2 separate regions of the Mus musculus genome follow, and region 2 is linked to region 1. Evidence: chromatin contacts called from public HiChIP or PLAC-seq data. All regions are on one chromosome and are shown on one strand. The core of a region is the stretch at or near the end of the contact, and the rest is flanking DNA. Distances in the headings are between cores, read along the strand shown. Region 1 holds the start of Hp1bp3 (heterochromatin protein 1, binding protein 3). Region 2 overlaps Kif17 (kinesin family member 17).

Region 1 (7,959 bases), core at 1,935-4,434:
GAGACATCCCGCCCCTAAAAAAAAGAAGCCAGGATGGCTCAGAGCATTACTTAGTTTGTTTGCATGAGGATTTCAGTGCAAACAAATAGTACTTATGTAATAATATACCTGATAATAACAAGGAAATGTAAATAAAGGTGGTATTTCCCCAGGCAAGCACGACACAGAAGCAAACCACTCCGATCACATCATCCTTTGGGAAGTGACACTGCTGAAGCCACACATGCCCACGCACACAGCCTGAGACACTCAGACAGACAAGCCTGATCACCTGATTGTGACCCCTGGGGTGCACAGGGTGGAGTCATGAGAACCTCCTTCTCAAGGTTGTCTTCTGACTTCAGCACAAGCCCCACACTCCCCATCCCAAGTCAATGCACGTAATAGAAAACACCTAGAGTTATTTAGGGAAAATATTTTTTAAAATGTCGGCCTCACTTCTGAATTTCTTTACTAAAACCACAGAACGCCAACCCATAGTATTTTTTTGTCCTTCTGTAATAGGCTTTGTGGGTTGTTAAGCTCACTTTTTGTTTGAAACATAAGAGTTTCACATGTAATGTAGTCCTGGCTGTCCAGGAAATATGTAGATAAGGCTGTCCTCAAACTCACAGAGATACACATGCCTCTGCCTCCCAAGTGCTGGAATTAAAGTCGTGTGCCACTATGCCCAGCTTAAATTCACTTCTCATTAACAGCTAACAGCATGGATGGGTAGCCAGGACTGCCTTAACACTGTCAGTGTACCTTGTAACAGAACTTTTTGTTCCAACCGTTGACTCTGAATGATAAGACCTTTTAGACAGCTGTATTAGCTCCCTGGCCGGGATATTTTTTGCAGGGATGGGAGTCAAGGGGGATCTTAATAGCCCAGGTTAGCCCACCTCCCCAGTGCTGGCATTACAGCTGCACACCACTCTGGAAGTGGATAGGTCATTTTTTTCTACTGAGTCACAGATACAAAACTGGGTGCCTAAAAGATAACAGGGTCAGAATGAGAGTTCAACAAATATTTGCTAAAGAATGAAAATGGTTCTTTAACCTGGCTTCATATGGTGTGGAAACCAAACTATATTTCCACTTAGGGTTTATCAAGTTCTCCTGTGGCCACAAATTTTGGGTTCTTTTTATTGAATGCGTAAATAGTAACATGACTTACTTTTGACAAAGGAGATGCCTAAATTGTTTTAATACAGGCAGTAAAAACTTGCAGAAGTAGAAAGCCCAATTCCATGGTGGTAGTTTATGCCATTAGAAAAGGCAGCCGGTCTGGGGCTACGGCATGTATTTCAAATTACTGCGTCAGCATTTTTAGCAAGAGTGTCACCATAAACTCCATGTAATATGCATCCTTTCTAATGTCACTAACAGACCAGTAAATCCCTCACACAGCTCCCAGGCTTTTCCTCACTCAGATAAAACATCGTGATTGCTAGCGACTTTCCCATTTCATTAAGTAGCATGTAGTGATATCTATCACGGCCAGGGATAGAGGCCGATCAAACACACAGCTCCACAGGGCTCCAGTTTAGACTTGCATCTGCACAGGCCTCAGTAACTTCCTAGTCAGCGTCCAGGGGTCCACCTCCTAAGTAAGTATGAAAGCTAGGGCTAAGAACCTCAATCTTAACCCTACTACATGTGTACTCTCCGGTGTCAGTTCACAGTAGCACCCCCTGCACTCACACACAGGAGGCTGAGGCAGGAGGAGCACAGAGTCCCAAGGAAGCATTAGGGAGACCACCTCAAAAACAAAATTTGAGAGCAGCTTTGAACAAATCACTCTGAAACTGAAAGCTCGTGGCAGCCTTATATGGCCTATGCTGAAGATAAAATTGAAGATAAAATAAAAATTAAAAACTTCAAACGATTTCCTAATAGCTTCTAGGCCCTTCTGGCTAAGATCAAATGCAGAATGACTCTCTAGACACATTTCACGTCTAAGATGCTTGCGTATGAGGTCCAGGTCTAATAAGACTCGTTCTCCAAAGCAACGGGCAGTCGGAGAAGGGCAGTAAAGCAGCCTGGGGGAGAAGTCATGAGCACTTCTGGCTGTGAAGGAGGGTTTAGCTCAAGGGCGTTAAGGAAAACTGCCTGCTTAAGTCTGGATCGACTCGGGCCTAGGCTTAAGACGGCTGCCACTGACAATCCTGCGCCGGCCTGGGGAGCGCGGCGGAGGCCGGGGGAGGTGTAGGCTCGCGGGGGACACAGAAGCGCAAGGCCGTCGGGGTAGCGGCGGCGGCGACAGCAGCGAAGCGACAGCGCCCAGAGGCTGAGCATCGCCCGGAGGAGCAGCGAAGACAAAGGCGGGAGCGAGCGGCTGCGCGACAGAGAGCCGTGGCGGTGACAGCGCAGGGCTAGCGGGAGTGGGGAGTAAGATGGGCGCGGGACTGCTGAGGGCGGCGGCGGAGGTACCGCGCAGAGACCACGCCGCGCTCCTGGCTGCGGGGACCCGGCGGCGACCAGCGGCGACCGGCGTGGCCTCAGCTCTGCACACTCACCACTGGGGACTCCGTAATGGCGGCCACGGCGGCGGCGGGGGCGGAGAAGCCGGGAGGGCGGGCCCGCCGCAGCCACTCACTAGTGCCGGCATCTTTCGAACCGGGCTTGAAGACAAGTTGACAGTAGGCCGAGGGGAGGAGGGCGCGGCGGAAGTCGGGCCACAGGCCTCGGAGCATGCGCAAGCCCGCAGCCAATAGGGCTCCGCGGCGCACGCCGGAGCATGCGCACTGAGACAAGCACGGAGGGGGGGTGGGCCCGACCCGAGAAGAGCTGCCCCTCCTCCCCAAGTCCAAACAAAACAAGGGCGGGAGCGCGCGCCGCGGGGCCCGAGTGGCCCGCGCGCCAGGGGCAGGGGCCGGGTGGCGGGCGCGACGCGAGAGGGCGCAGCGGCCGCGGCGGACGGACAAAAGCCGCCGGCCTTCGGTGCCCGCGTCCCGCCTCTTGCGCCCGGGCAGCGGCGTCAGCGCCCAGGCCGGTGGCCCTCCGCTACTCACTCGCGCACGGAGCTCGCGCCCACTCCCTGCGCGCCGGGTCCGGGTCCATCCCGCGTTACCTCTGAGCTCCGGCGCCCGCGTTCCCGTACGGCCTCTCGGCGTTGCCGCGGACCACCGATCGCCGACTCGCGACACCGCTGTCCTCCAGGCCGGGCACCGAGCTCTGCCGCCCCGCCCCCCTGCCCGCGGCCTCACGCGCGCGCCCCCGCGCCGGCCCCGCCCCCGCGCGCGCCCGCCAAGTGGGTCCCCGGGCGGGCGCGCAGGGGCGCGACAGGGCGCTCGTGGGGGAGGTGGGGGGGAACGGCGGACGACGGGAGGCAGAGCGTGGCTGGGAGCGCTAGCTTCCTGGCTGCGTCCTGCGTGCTCGGCGCAGTCTCTGTCTCCGACCCCGAGTCCTTCGGGTTTGGGGTTCCAGCCTCCCTTTAGCCCTGGAAGACGGTGCTAGACAACAACAGCCACTTCCTGAGTCCACAGGGAATTGGCAGTGTAGTGAGCAAGGACTGGTCATACACGGCCTGGAAGATGCGTGAGCCGGGCTGCCCCCAGCTTCTTGATTTGCATGCACAGACAGCTTCCCCACCCCCAGCACCCAAAAGAAACCACGGAATTAGAAGGGAGTCGCCTTTTATTTGGCACTTTACGTTGAGATCTGCCTATTCATGTAATGTGCACACCACCGCCTTTGAAAATTGTAGTTCTTGGGGCTGAAGAAGTAGTTTAGTTGTTAGTATGTGTCTAGTCTGAAGAAAGCCCTGGGTGCCATCGCCAGCACCTAGAGCCCAGTGTGATGACGCAGACTCAATAGGTGGCATCAAGAGGATCGAAATTTCAAGGCCATTTTGGGTAGGTAACCAACCTGAGGCCAGCTTGGAATGCACGAGAGCCTGTGTAAAGAAGGAAAAGGAAATGAAGGATTGCAGGTGTAGTTCTTCAAAGCCACTTTGGAAAAATTCAATGTACCTCAAGTAGCCGGAGTCTTGTGGGTATCGGCCTGGTACATGCATGGCACCGCAACTGCAGGTCAATCAAAGCGCTTATTACGGAAACCAATTAGACACACTTTCAGTCCTCTCCACCTGCCAGAGTGGCTGAAACTCCAAGGGTTCTAAGAAGATTAAATAAATCACCCCACCAAAAATTCCTCCCTGGTGAGCGTCTGTACTAGTGACATCACCCATTCCCCTGAACACTGGGATCATGGGCAATCTCTTCAAAGGGATTTATGGGGAGGATCTGAGAGGATTTGGAGAGGAGGGGACCTGATCAAGTATGTCATATGAAAAAAAAATTAAATATTAAAAAGGGATTTTGGTCTTTTTGAAGAATTCTGTTTTAAAACCATCTTTTAATTTTTTATATGTGTGTGTACCTGTTTGTATGTGTTCCGGGTGTGTGCAGATGTCTAAGGATTGTCTGCACTCCTGGGAATTGAGTTAGTAGGTTGTAAGCTGTCTGATGTGGGTGCTGGGAACCAAACCGAGATCCTCTACAAGAGCAAGGGACCTCAGCCACGGAGACACCTGTCCCCATCCCACTTTTATGTATTGGCATAATTGGGAACTTGCTACATTTGGTGTGTGTCCTTGTTTGAGACAGGATCTCTCTATGTAGTTTTGCCTGTTGACATTTCATCTAGGCTATGTCCCACAGTTACCTGGCAATAGCCAGGTGTGTCTAACTCACTAAAAAAGGCGCTTCTTTGCCCCCTCCTCGATCTCTTGCTCTTGCTCTGACCTCTCACCCCTTGCCCCTCCCTCTCCACATGGTCATAACCTGCCCCCCCCTCTTTCTCTGCCTTCCAACTCCCCTCCCCATGCCCTGAATAAACCCTATTCTATACACTACATCCATCTATGGCTGGTCTCTCAGGGGGAAGGGATGCCTCAGCATGGGCCCACAGAGACACCCCCTTATCTCACATTATACCTGGCCTCTATCAAACATATCCCTGGTTTCTCTATTTTTATAAAATACAACATTGCCTGGCCTGGAGCTTACTATGTAGATCAGAGTGGCCTCAAAGTCACATTTTTAAGTCCTACCTCATGCAAGATGAGCCCAATAAGAATTGAGAGACATACAGAGTTTTGCCTAAGATTTAAGAACAAACAAACAAACAAACAACTCTTATGTAGAAGAAAGCAAAATGATAGGACAAAAATTTCAAGAACATAAAACCAAGTTCTTGCCAAAACCTGAGTGTCATACGTTTCAAGAAAATACTTGGAACCTGGTACAATGGGACCATCCCTTTGATCACAGTACTCAGAAGGCAGAGTGGGGCAGATCTCTCGAAGTTCAAGGTTAGCTTTGTCTACTTAGTTCCAGGACAGTCAAGGCTATGTGACCCTGTCTTGAAAAATCAAACCCTGAGGAAGTCACTCTCTAGATTTCAACAAAAGCTAAGGTATGTTTAACTTAGCATATAGCAAGTTTTGCAGAATCCACAGCCTGTTGTTAAGGCAATAATTGTTTTTTTCTCCCTCCCGAGTCCTTAGATGTAGACCTGTAGGACACAAAAGTCTGTTGGACTAAAACTTCATGTTTGTATAGAAAAGAGGGGGTGACTTTAGAGTTAGGCATAAAGATGGATAAAGATGAAGCAACAGCTGACTGACTCGCAGAGTTCCAGCCCAGAACCCAGTGGTGCAGTCACAAGGCTGAGCACAGAACAATGCTTACCGTCTTAGTCATAGCTCATATTTACTTCAAGAGCTCTGAAGAATAAACTTTGGATGTCAGGGAGGGAGAGGTTTCTGTTTCCAATGGAGTGACTCATTTCTTTGCAAGAGTTGTGGTGGCAGGACTGCAGTTTCAGGCTTGGGTTCCTTCAGGGTGTCCAGTATGAATGAGACTGGGGTTGGCGGTATGTCACTTGATTTTCCTGATGTCCAGCCAGAAGACTGGACAGTGACTCTCAATTACTGGCTCTTGAGATGGGAGAGTAACAGAATTGACCATTCATATCTATCTAGAGAAGGAAATGGAGGCTAGGGAAAGGGCCCATAGGAGTTTCTGTTATTGTTTGTGATGTCACTGACGCCAGATAAGCAGTATGCCTGGACACCCTTCCTCCCCATTACACATTCTCCGTTTACTGGTGGCCATAGTTATAACTCCTTTTTAGCATAATAATCAACCTTGAAAGTTCTTCTCAAAACTTTTGTATTCCAGGGTTAGGGATGTATATAGCTCAGTGGTAGACTATTTGCCTGGCCTGAGAAAGATCCTAGGTTCAATCACTAGTAGGGTAAAGGAAGAGACAGAAATACTCAGAATTCTGGAGTCCAGGTGAGATAGCTCAGCTGGTAAAGGAGACAGCCAACAGGCTGACAACTTGAGTTGGAGCTCCAGAAACCAATATGGTTGGAGAGAAGTGACTCCCACATTTACACATATGAACCCCAATAAATAGAAGTGTATAACTCTGAAACACATCTACGCCCAATAGCTTTTGACAAAGGCTTACAAGCTAGCGTTGGTGCGTAGCTCTGCAGAGCACTTGCTCTAGCATGTGTGAGGCCCTGGGTGCAACAGGAAAGAAAAGGATTCTGAACTATGTAGAACAGGTTGACCTTGAACCCACAGTGATCCTCCTGCCTCTGCCTCCTGAGTGCTGGGATTAAAGGCACATGCCACCATGTCTGGGCCAGACTTTCAGTTTTTAAACCGAGGAAATTCCAGCAAACTGAGTAGGTTGCTCCATCTACCATCTTTGCTTTGTAAATACTGTTGACAGCTGGGGACCTGAAGCTTCTGGGCAGTGGGGTGGCTCAGCAGGTGGCCTAGCAGGTACAGCCACTTGCTGCCAAGCCTGACAAACTACATTCAGTCCCTGGTACCCACTTAGTGGGAGGTGAGATCCTAACTCATCCAAATTGTCCTTTGACCTCTGTAATTCATGACACAGCACAAGACAAATGAATGTAATAGTTTTTTTTGTTTTTGTTTTTGTTTTTGAGACAGGGTTTCTCTGTATAGCCCTGTCTGTCCTGGAACTCACTTTGTAGACCAGGCTGGCCTCAAACTTAGAAATCTGCCTGCCTCTGCCTCCCAAAGTGCTGGGTTTAAAGGTTTGCACCATCACACCCAGCTATAGTTATTTAAAAAAAAAAAAAAAAGATTAAGGGTATAGTTTGTTCTGGGCGATTTCACTACCCCAACTTTGATGGGGTGGCTCACTCCACACTTGTGCCATGCAGTACACCCTCCTATCCCTAGGCTATGCTCCCATACAGCACACTGCTATAGCACTTGTAGGCAACTGTTAACACAGTAGCATCTGTGTATGGAAAACAAAAATGCAGTAACAACGTGGAGCAGGGGAGCTAGAGAGCTGGCTGGGAGACTAACAGTGCTTTCTGGTTTTGCAGAGGACCAGCGTTTGGTTTCCAGGACTCACATCACCTTATCAGCTCACAACTGCCTGTAATGCCAGGCCATCTGAAACCCTCTTCTGGCCTGCACTCATGCACGCTTCCCATCCCTCTGCCCAGAGGTATACACATAAAAGAAAAACAAAATCTTGGGCTGGAGATACAGCCTGGTATTTAAGAACACTTAACTGCTCTTCCAGAGGTCTGGGTTCAATTTCCAGCACCCACATAGCAATTCCTAACCACCTGATAACATGGGTCAAGAGATTGGTTTTTTTTTTCTCCCAATACTCCATTTATTTTTAAGAATTATTTATAATTTTACTAATTATAGGGTCAAGAGATTCTGATACACTCTTTTGGTCTCCAAGGGCACCAGGCACACCTGTGATACAGCTAAATACATGCAGGTAAGACAGTGATATATAGAGAAAGGAATGTTCGTATTTATACAACAGCAGGCACTGGGGGTTGTCAGCTCCACTGTATGCAGATAACTGCAGTGTTGGATGGGTTATCGCCCACCAGAATCCCAGAGTTCTCTTACCTGCTCAGAAAAGGCCCATCTGGACTGCTCTTAGAAGGGC
Region 2 (7,959 bases), core at 2,629-5,128, 66 kb before region 1:
CACTTGGGACAAGAACTGACCTCTCCAGCATAGGATCCTTTCTTCCTCTAGTAAGGCCAAAGGTGGCCCAGCTTGGAGACAGGGCGCCAGAGACAGTGCTGTGTGACAGACTGCCTAGACTCTAATCCTGACTCCATTTCCCCAGTTACATGGCCAAAGGCCAGTTACCTATTGTCTGGGTCTATTTCTTCATCTACAGGTGGAGGGTAACCGTGGGATCTGCCTGGCTGGATTGTTATATAAATGAGAGAGACCTGAGCCTACCATGCAGGGACCCTTCACCCATCTGTAAGGGAAACAGGAAGTGGGCTCCCACGTCGCCCCAGGGCAAAGTGCACCTGTCTCCTTCTCCTTGCGCAGATTCTCCTGCAGTGTGGACAGCTTCACGTCATACGAGTTACGCATGGCAGTAATGTCCTCCTGCAGCCGGACCCGAGACTCTTGCTCTGCCTCGTAGTCAGCCTTCAGGCGGGCCAGGCGCTCCTCATACTCCTGGGGTAGAAGGGGACACAGCGGTGGCCAGCCTTCACAACTTGACCTCCAGTTCTGGATACTCAGATAACATAGGGGAGAATGAGGTGAAAGTCCCTGTGTCACATGGGGGTGACAGTTCTCTGGTGACAGCCCTCTGTCGGTTCTCTGTGCAGTCTTGATGGACTGATGCTTTCCACGAATGTTTCCATGTAATTCTTCACACTTCACAACGCCATGAATGCCTTCCCTCATCTAACCCGCATTTCCACCTGTGGTACTCAAGCCATTGGTAATAATCTCTGTCTCTGTCTCTGTCTCTGTCTCTGTCTCTGTCTCTGTCTCTGTCTCTTCTCTCTCTCTCTCTCTCTCTCTCTCTCTCTCTCTCTCTCTCTCTCTCTCTGTCTCTGTTTTTCAAGACAGGGCTTCTCTGTGGAACTTACTCTGTAGACCAGGCTGGTGTCAAACTCACAGAGATTCCCCTGCCTCTGCCTCCCAAGTGCTGGGATTAAAGCACGCGCTGCCACCACCCGCTTCCCTCTCCATCTCTGCTGTCATCACTGGCTCCTGTCTCAGTAGCAACCTGCTTGGCCCCACATCTACTCCTGCTTCAACCTCAGCAAAACCCCACATTGCTGCTGCCTGCTGCATAACATCACATTCTCTGCTTAGGGTGGGTGTTTCCCAGGATGGGTTGGCTCCCAGGTTTATGGGTGGCTCCTAGGTTCGTGGGTAGTCTAAACTCCTTGATTGAACCCGAGTCCCCATGTGATAGAATCCTGCTGGCCCTTGGACATCCTGTTTTTCTTCTTATTATTATTGTTTTACGTTATTTTAAGTGTATGGGTGTGGGTAGATCTGTGCACTATGTACATGAGCCAGAAAAGGGTGCTGGATGCCCTGGCATTGGAATCACAGATGGTGTGAACCACTTTAGAGGCACTGGGAATCGAACCCTGGTCCCCTGGGACAATAACTAGTACCCATAACCACTGAGCCATCACTCCAGCTCCTTCTTTTAAAATTAAGAACACGTTTTTGTTGTTGTGTTGTTTTTCTCTGCGCTGAGCATGGAACCCAGGTCTTCATGCATGGTGGGCATAATGGTTGCCAACTTGACTTGGGATGCTCAGCTTTAACTGTCACCTTGACACAACCTAGACTCACCTGGGAAGAGTCTCAGGGAGGGACTGTCTACCCTGGGTTGTCTTGTGGTCTTGTCTATGGAGGATTATCTTGATGATGTTACTTGATGCCGCCCACTGTGGGTGGCTCCATTCCCTAGGCAGGAAGACCTGAATGTATAAGCGCAATCAAGCTGGGCAAAGCAAGCAAGTGTGCATGCGCTCACAGCTCTCTGCTCCTGACTGTGGATGGGCTATGACTGCTGTTTAAGGTCCCAGCCTTGACTTCTGCAAAATGATGGGCTGGAACCTAGAATCATGAGCTAGAATCAACCCTTTCTCCCATAAGCTGTTCTCTGTCAGAATATTTTCTCACAACAACAGAAATGAAATTAGGACAGCTGCCAACCTGAACGGACTGAGAAGCACCCATGTTAGTGAGGAGACACACCTCTGCCTGTGATGAAGCTCCCAGACAGGTCCAAGGAACAGGGCAATGCCTGCCCTGATGATGGACCACACCATCCCATAAGTGAACCATCAGATGGTTCACTTTGAAAGTTGTTTGTGTCAGTGTCACAGTGAGGGAGAGGCTAAGCAAGGGCAGAGCTCAGAGTGTGGACTCTCAGCCCTGCTCCGTTGTGTTTATGTTTTATTATTACTACCACTACCTATTATTGTTGTTGTTGTTGTTGTCGTTATTGTTAATTTATCATTATTATAGCATATCTGGGTTTCTGGTAACTTGCTTTACCCAGAAACGCCTACTTCTCTCCTGCCTCAGGGATTCTAGCCTGCTCCCTGGCAAATTCATGCTCAGGGCTAATAGGGGCTTCCTTACTAACTTGGCCACTCTCCACCATTCATCTTTTCTGCTTCCATTGGTCTGTTTAGAGAGCTGCTGTTGGGCGTCAGCGTTGTCACCAGCATGCACGCACCCTGAGGACTATCCAGTGCATCTTCAGGGTCACATGCAGGGCCACTAAGGCTCTCTGACAGCACCAGCTCAACCCCCCACATGTTGTCCCCTCACCTCCTCTCACCCATTTCCTTACTCCTTGGAGAGCCCCACCCCAGCACTGGATCAGTCTTTGGCCTGCTTAGCCCCTCACCTCTGCAGTCCCCACTGCTTCTTCTCAGCACAGCCCCTGACTCTGTGAGTGACCTCAGCCCATCCACCTGGACCTCAGCCAAAACCACAAAACCTACATGTGTACGCATGCACAGGTATGCACACACATCTGCTTGTGCACAGGTTTGTGCACACCAAGGCACGTGTACCCACTCACTACAGTCCTGCCTTCATTTTTGTTTTTGTTTTTGTTTTTTGAGACAGGGTTTCTCTGGATAGCCCTGGCTGTCCTGGAACTCACTCTGTAGACCAGGCTGGCCTCAAACTCAGAAATCCGCCTGCCTCTGCCTCCCGAGTACTGGGATTAAAGGCGTGCACCACCTTGCCCAGCTAGTCCTGCCTTCCAATCTCGATATTAAATGGGGGTGAGGTGGGGTGGGGCTAAATCGCAGGATGCCTGTTTGCGTAGCCAAGTTTTTACCTGCCCTGCCTGTCCTGCAGGCTACAGAAGTTCCCTCCATGGCCTTTACATACGAAATCCCTTGTCTTACTCTGTCCTGGGCCATTGCTGGCAGTTCTATGTCTTGGCTCTTTCTGTGTCTAAAGCAACCCGCACCCCCAGGACTGTGGCTTCCAGCTATGGCCCCAGTCCCAAACAGAAGCTCAGCTCATGCTTGCTATGGGAAGATGAGGATGGAGCACAAACCCTGACCCCTGCTTCTGTGTAGTGTTCATGGATGAGAAGGGACCTTGTTTTTTGTCCTTGTATAGCCGGTTCAAAACAACAGGAAGGCTGCATCATGGTGGATGTCCTACAGATAATGAAATGTTGGCCCAGAGAGCTCAAACCATTTGCCAGCCACGAAGCCTGCCAGAACAGGACTTATACAATGAAAAACCAGATAACCCCGGGGACCCTCCAGTCCAAACCTCCCCATTCTGACTGGAGCCCGGAACCATGGCATGAGCTCACTCACAGCTGAGCTGCCTCCAGGAAGAGCCCCCTTTGTCTACACAGGGGCTTCATTTTAAGGTTTATCCTAGAATGCGGTTCTCAGCACACAGTAGGCACTCAGAGAATACAACTCAGAAGAGAAAGATGCACAGGAAGATGGAAGGGAAGCAAGGGAGACATCCACACCTCCGATAGCCTATACCATCCTCTAGGGGGAGACATCCACACTTCTGATGGCCTACACTGTCCACTAGGGGGAGACATCCACACCTCTGATACCGTCCTCTAAATTACAGGCAGGAGAGGCAGGCAATGCCTATCTATCACTTTCACTTGGTAGCTAACAAGAGACTGTCTGTCCAGAGTGGGGTGTGTTCTCCTTGGAGACCACTAGGGGAGCCAACATTCAACCAGACCACAAGGAAGCCTATGTAGAGGGTTCCATCCTAATATTATCCGGTTCTCCCCTCCCCTGAGGATCTGTGACCCAAATCTACTAGGCATTATAAGATTCCACAGCCACTCCAAGTCACTTGGTGTGGCTCCGGGTCACTGCTACCTGCAGAGAGCCAACACTCCGAAAACAGGAAGGGCTGCTACCCTAATGGGATGCTGACAAGCTTAGTCCTCCCCAGGGGTCTCTTCTTTTGTCTTTGATTTGTTTTGTATTGTTGGTGTTTGTTCTTCATTTTGTTTTTGTTTGTTTTTGTTGTTCAATATAGCGTTTCTCTGTGTAGCCTTGGCTGTCTTAGAACTCACTCTGTAGACCTGGCTAGCCTTGAACTCAGAGATCTGCCTACCTCTGCCTCTGTAGTGCTGGGACTGCAAGTATGTGCCACCACTGCTTGGCCAAGGGTCTGTCTCTTCTTACTGCCACCTCCACTAAGGGCAAGGTTTGGGTCCTAGAGGCGGACTTGGTACCCAGACCTACCCTAGACGGTCCCAAAGGGCAGAGCTCTCAGGACTGCAGCCACCAAAGCAGGCTCTTTGTCCAACATCCTGACAAGAGTTTCGAGGTCTGGCCCCTAATTGAGATTATAACTGAGAGGCAAGGGATCCAGCTGTAGGCTTGGGAGCCAGGCTAGAGCTCCCCAAAACTGCTCCTGCCTAGTGTCAGCATTCTCCTCAGGAACAACCAGTTCCTCACAGGGACCTCTGAACACCAAGCCACCAGGCAGAGCTAGCAGGCAGTCTTCAAGTGGCAGGGGCCTCTGGAAGCCCGCAGAGCTTGGAGTTGAGAAGGAGTCCCTGTTGTGTCTCCCTATGTTTGTATCCCTGTAGATCCCCTGTCCTGCTGCTTCCAGAGATGCTGGGAGACACACGGGGTGAGGACCCGGGGCCCAGGTGAAGCTGATGCTATACTCACCCTGGCTAAACAGGCCAAGCTGCTCTGAGGCCCAGGCTTGGCTGCAGTGCCAAAGGCAAACAGCCTGCTCTCCACTCTGCTGTCTAGGTCAGGAACCCAAGTTCAAATCCTGGGTCCAACTCTTGTTTGGGTTTTTTGCTTTGTTTTGTTTTTTTGAGACAAGGTTTCTCCATGTAGCCCTGACTGTCCTGAAACTCACTCTGTAGACCAAGCTGGCCTCGAACTTACAGAGATCCACTTGTTTCTGCCTCATGAGTGCTGGGACTAAATTAAAGGTGCCGCTGAATTCAACTCTTTGATACTCCTGTGTTCCCTAAAACTTTGGAAAAGTCTTTGAGCCCCAGCTTCCTCAGAAGAAGAGGGCACCATGGTGCCAAGCCCACGGAAGTGAAGCAGGATGACACCCTGCAGGTACTGGCTCTCCCTGGGACATCCGCTCCTTCACATTGGCAGCTCACTGGGGTCTCACCTCTCGGATCAACTGCTTCTCAGCCTCCGTGTCCTGCTGGACAGTAGTTGGGGACAGCAGCTTCTCCTCAGACTGGACTGGGCCTGGGGGTGTCTGAGTGGACAGCAGGGCTGGAGAGAAAGAGACAGGAGAAGCGGAGGGTGAGCACCCAGGGACCAGGCATAAATGTGCCCCTCTGTAAAACGCAATCCACCAGTCACCGGAGAGTTCAGGTCACTGGGGACATAGCACTAGACACCGACACACCACCGTGCACTGCGTGCTAGGAGAGAAAAGTGAGCAAAAGTGTAATGGTCACAAAGGAAGGGCGGGAGGATGCTCAGAAGCTGAGTGCCCCGATGCTGACCTCAGGAAGACCTCAGTGGAGAGCAGATGGAGCCAGAATCAGGGGAGAGGAGAGAGCCAGGCAGAGATGGGGGAAGAGCTTCCAGACAGAGCGGTAGAGTGGAAAGACCAGAGCAGCTCCAGACCTATGCTGGGATGTCTAGGGTGATGGGGACAGCGGATGGAGAGGAGAGGAAAGGAAGCCAGGCCCTGAAAGCTTCAGCAGTGAGTACCAGGGGGAGGGAGCGGGGGAAGACCCAGGAGACCTGGGCACAGTCAGCATTGATGTCAGGGAGGGAGTGCGAAGGAGTGTATGGGAAAAAAGGTGGGAAAAGGGGCAGAGGGCAACTGGCGAGTCAGGCTTTAATATGTATATGTACGTATCTGTCTGTCTGTCTGTATATGTATGTGTGTGTGTATATATATTGTGTGTCTGTGTATATGTATATGTGTATATGTATATATGTGTGGATGTATGTGTGTGTATGTATATATGTGTATGTGTGTGGATGTATGTGTGTGTGTGTGTATATGTATATATATGTGTGTGCGTGTGTGTGTGTTTATGTATATGTATGTGTGTGTGTATTTGGTTTGTTGTTATTTGTTGTTGGTTTCTCTGTGTAGCCCTGGCTGTCCTGGAACTTGCTCTGCAGACCAGGTTGGCCTTAAACTGAAAGATCCGCCTGCCTCTGCCTCCCAAGTGCTGGGATTAAAGGCGTGCGCCACCGCACCACCATGCTAACTTAATCATTTTAATTGATTTTTTTTTACGTGCACGGTACCAGCATTATAAATATAAGTCCATGCTCCACCTGTGTGTCTAGTACCCACAGAGGCCAGAAGAGTATGTCAGATCCCCTGGAATTGGAGTTAGTTACAGCTTCCGTGTAGGTGCTGGAAATCAAACCCCGATCCTTTGGAAAAGCAGTCGGGGCTCTTAACCACTGAGTCACCTCTCCAGCCCCAAGAGTAAGGGTTTAGAGAGGAGGGTTACAGTAGAGGCCACGAGGCTGGGCTATTCGATGGGTGGGGCAGGCCCGCCTGGAGTAGGGGCAAGAAGAGGGTGTCCGGGAGAGAAACATGAGCCCACTGAGGTAGCTACAAGAGGCAGACAGCTACGCCACAGCTTGCAAAAGGGACAGGGAGAAGAAATATGCAGTAGCTCCGGGGTCAGAGGCTGAGGCCACACAATAATGGTATTGCACACTAGGCTAGGAGTCTCACACACATGCGTGGTCTACGACCCTGGTCACCTGGAGGCTCTGCCTTTAGGTATTGCCTTCTGAAGTGCCTTCCCCCCACCCCCAGCAGAAACCTAGCAGGACACCTGACTCCATCTTGATAAAGGGCGCAAGCTCCAGGGGCTAGGTGACATGCCCAAAGGACCAGGTAAGCTATTGACCGCTGCTTGATCTCAGCACAGTACTTGGTACCAGGCCAGCCACTACTGCCCGCTGAGCATCAGGGCTCTAACCTGAGAAGGGCGCCCATTCTGCAGGGCTGTGTTAGCTGCTGGGCTGGGGACTCACTGAGGAACTAGAACTTGACCCTCTCCTGCCATTCCTTTGCCAGTCTTGGGGATGTGGAGTCAGGACAGGGAAAAGGGAAGGGGAAAGATCCTGCTGCATTGGCCACTGGCTACCTGAGCGCCCGCCCCTCCCCCACCCTGCCCTAAGGCAGCCAGCAGAAGTCTGTGGAGTTAGACAAACTTTGTCCTAGAATCTAGTAGGGAAGTTCCTTTTTATTGTTCTTTTTTTTTTTTTTTTTTTCCCTCGAGACAGGGTTTCTCTGTGTAGCCCTGGCTGTCCTGGAACTTACTTTGTAGACCAGGCTGGCCTCGAACTCAGAAATCCGCCTGCCTCTGCCTCCCAAGTGCTGGGATTAAAGGCGTGCGCCACCACCTCACAGATTCTTATGCCCCAGGACTCAGCTACCATATCCTCTGTGGAGCCTTTTCTCTGTGGAGGCTTTTCTCTCTGGAAGCACAGCCTTCCAGTCTGGCTTGCATCCTCTGCCCCGGTGGCCGGGCTCCCTTAAAGTTTGCTCCCCTTCCCTAGAGAGTCACAGCCTGGGTCTCGGTCACCTGTGTCCCAGTGTTCAGCCCTGGTCTACATACAAAGAAGCGCTAGGGAACTTAGGGTGGGTGGGAGGGTGGGAGGGTTGCGGGTGGAGAAT

Evidence for each region. HiChIP or PLAC-seq counts read pairs in DNA pulled down with a chosen protein or histone mark.
Region 2: an H3K4me3 HiChIP or PLAC-seq map of bone marrow-derived macrophages shows a contact between it and region 1, with 2.1 times the contacts expected there. The contact joins the enhancer-like site here to the promoter of Hp1bp3 in region 1. A contact is called at or near these places in 3 of 39 promoter capture datasets (the 3T3-L1 cell line, hematopoietic stem and progenitor cells and trophoblast stem cells), 2 of 15 datasets of contacts at CTCF or cohesin (large pre-B cells and pro-B cells), 10 of 484 Hi-C or Micro-C datasets (B cells, CD4 T cells, Th2 cells and 5 more), 15 of 115 datasets of contacts at active chromatin or transcription factors (the 230-238 cell line, the HPC-7 cell line, the SCID.adh cell line and 9 more) and 3 of 9 other capture datasets (adipose tissue, liver and pancreatic islet).

The regions. Positions count from the first base shown.
Region 1 is chr4:138,211,837-138,219,795 of GRCm38.p6, reverse strand. It overlaps Hp1bp3 (heterochromatin protein 1, binding protein 3), which reads right to left and starts at 3,184. Exons shown (of 13, transcript NM_010470.3): 1 at 3,056-3,184.
Region 2 is chr4:138,278,965-138,286,923 of GRCm38.p6, reverse strand. Kif17 (kinesin family member 17) reads right to left here. Exons shown (of 15, transcript NM_010623.4): 6 at 5,458-5,567; 7 at 339-492. Among named protein-coding and RNA genes, the nearest start is that of Kif17, 21 kb to the right of the region's middle. Within about 2 kb of position 3,878, at least 59 of the 459 cell types and tissues checked have an H3K27ac peak or open chromatin away from gene starts, as enhancers often do. A contact at or near this core is called in the 230-238 cell line and bone marrow-derived macrophages, where this site is marked.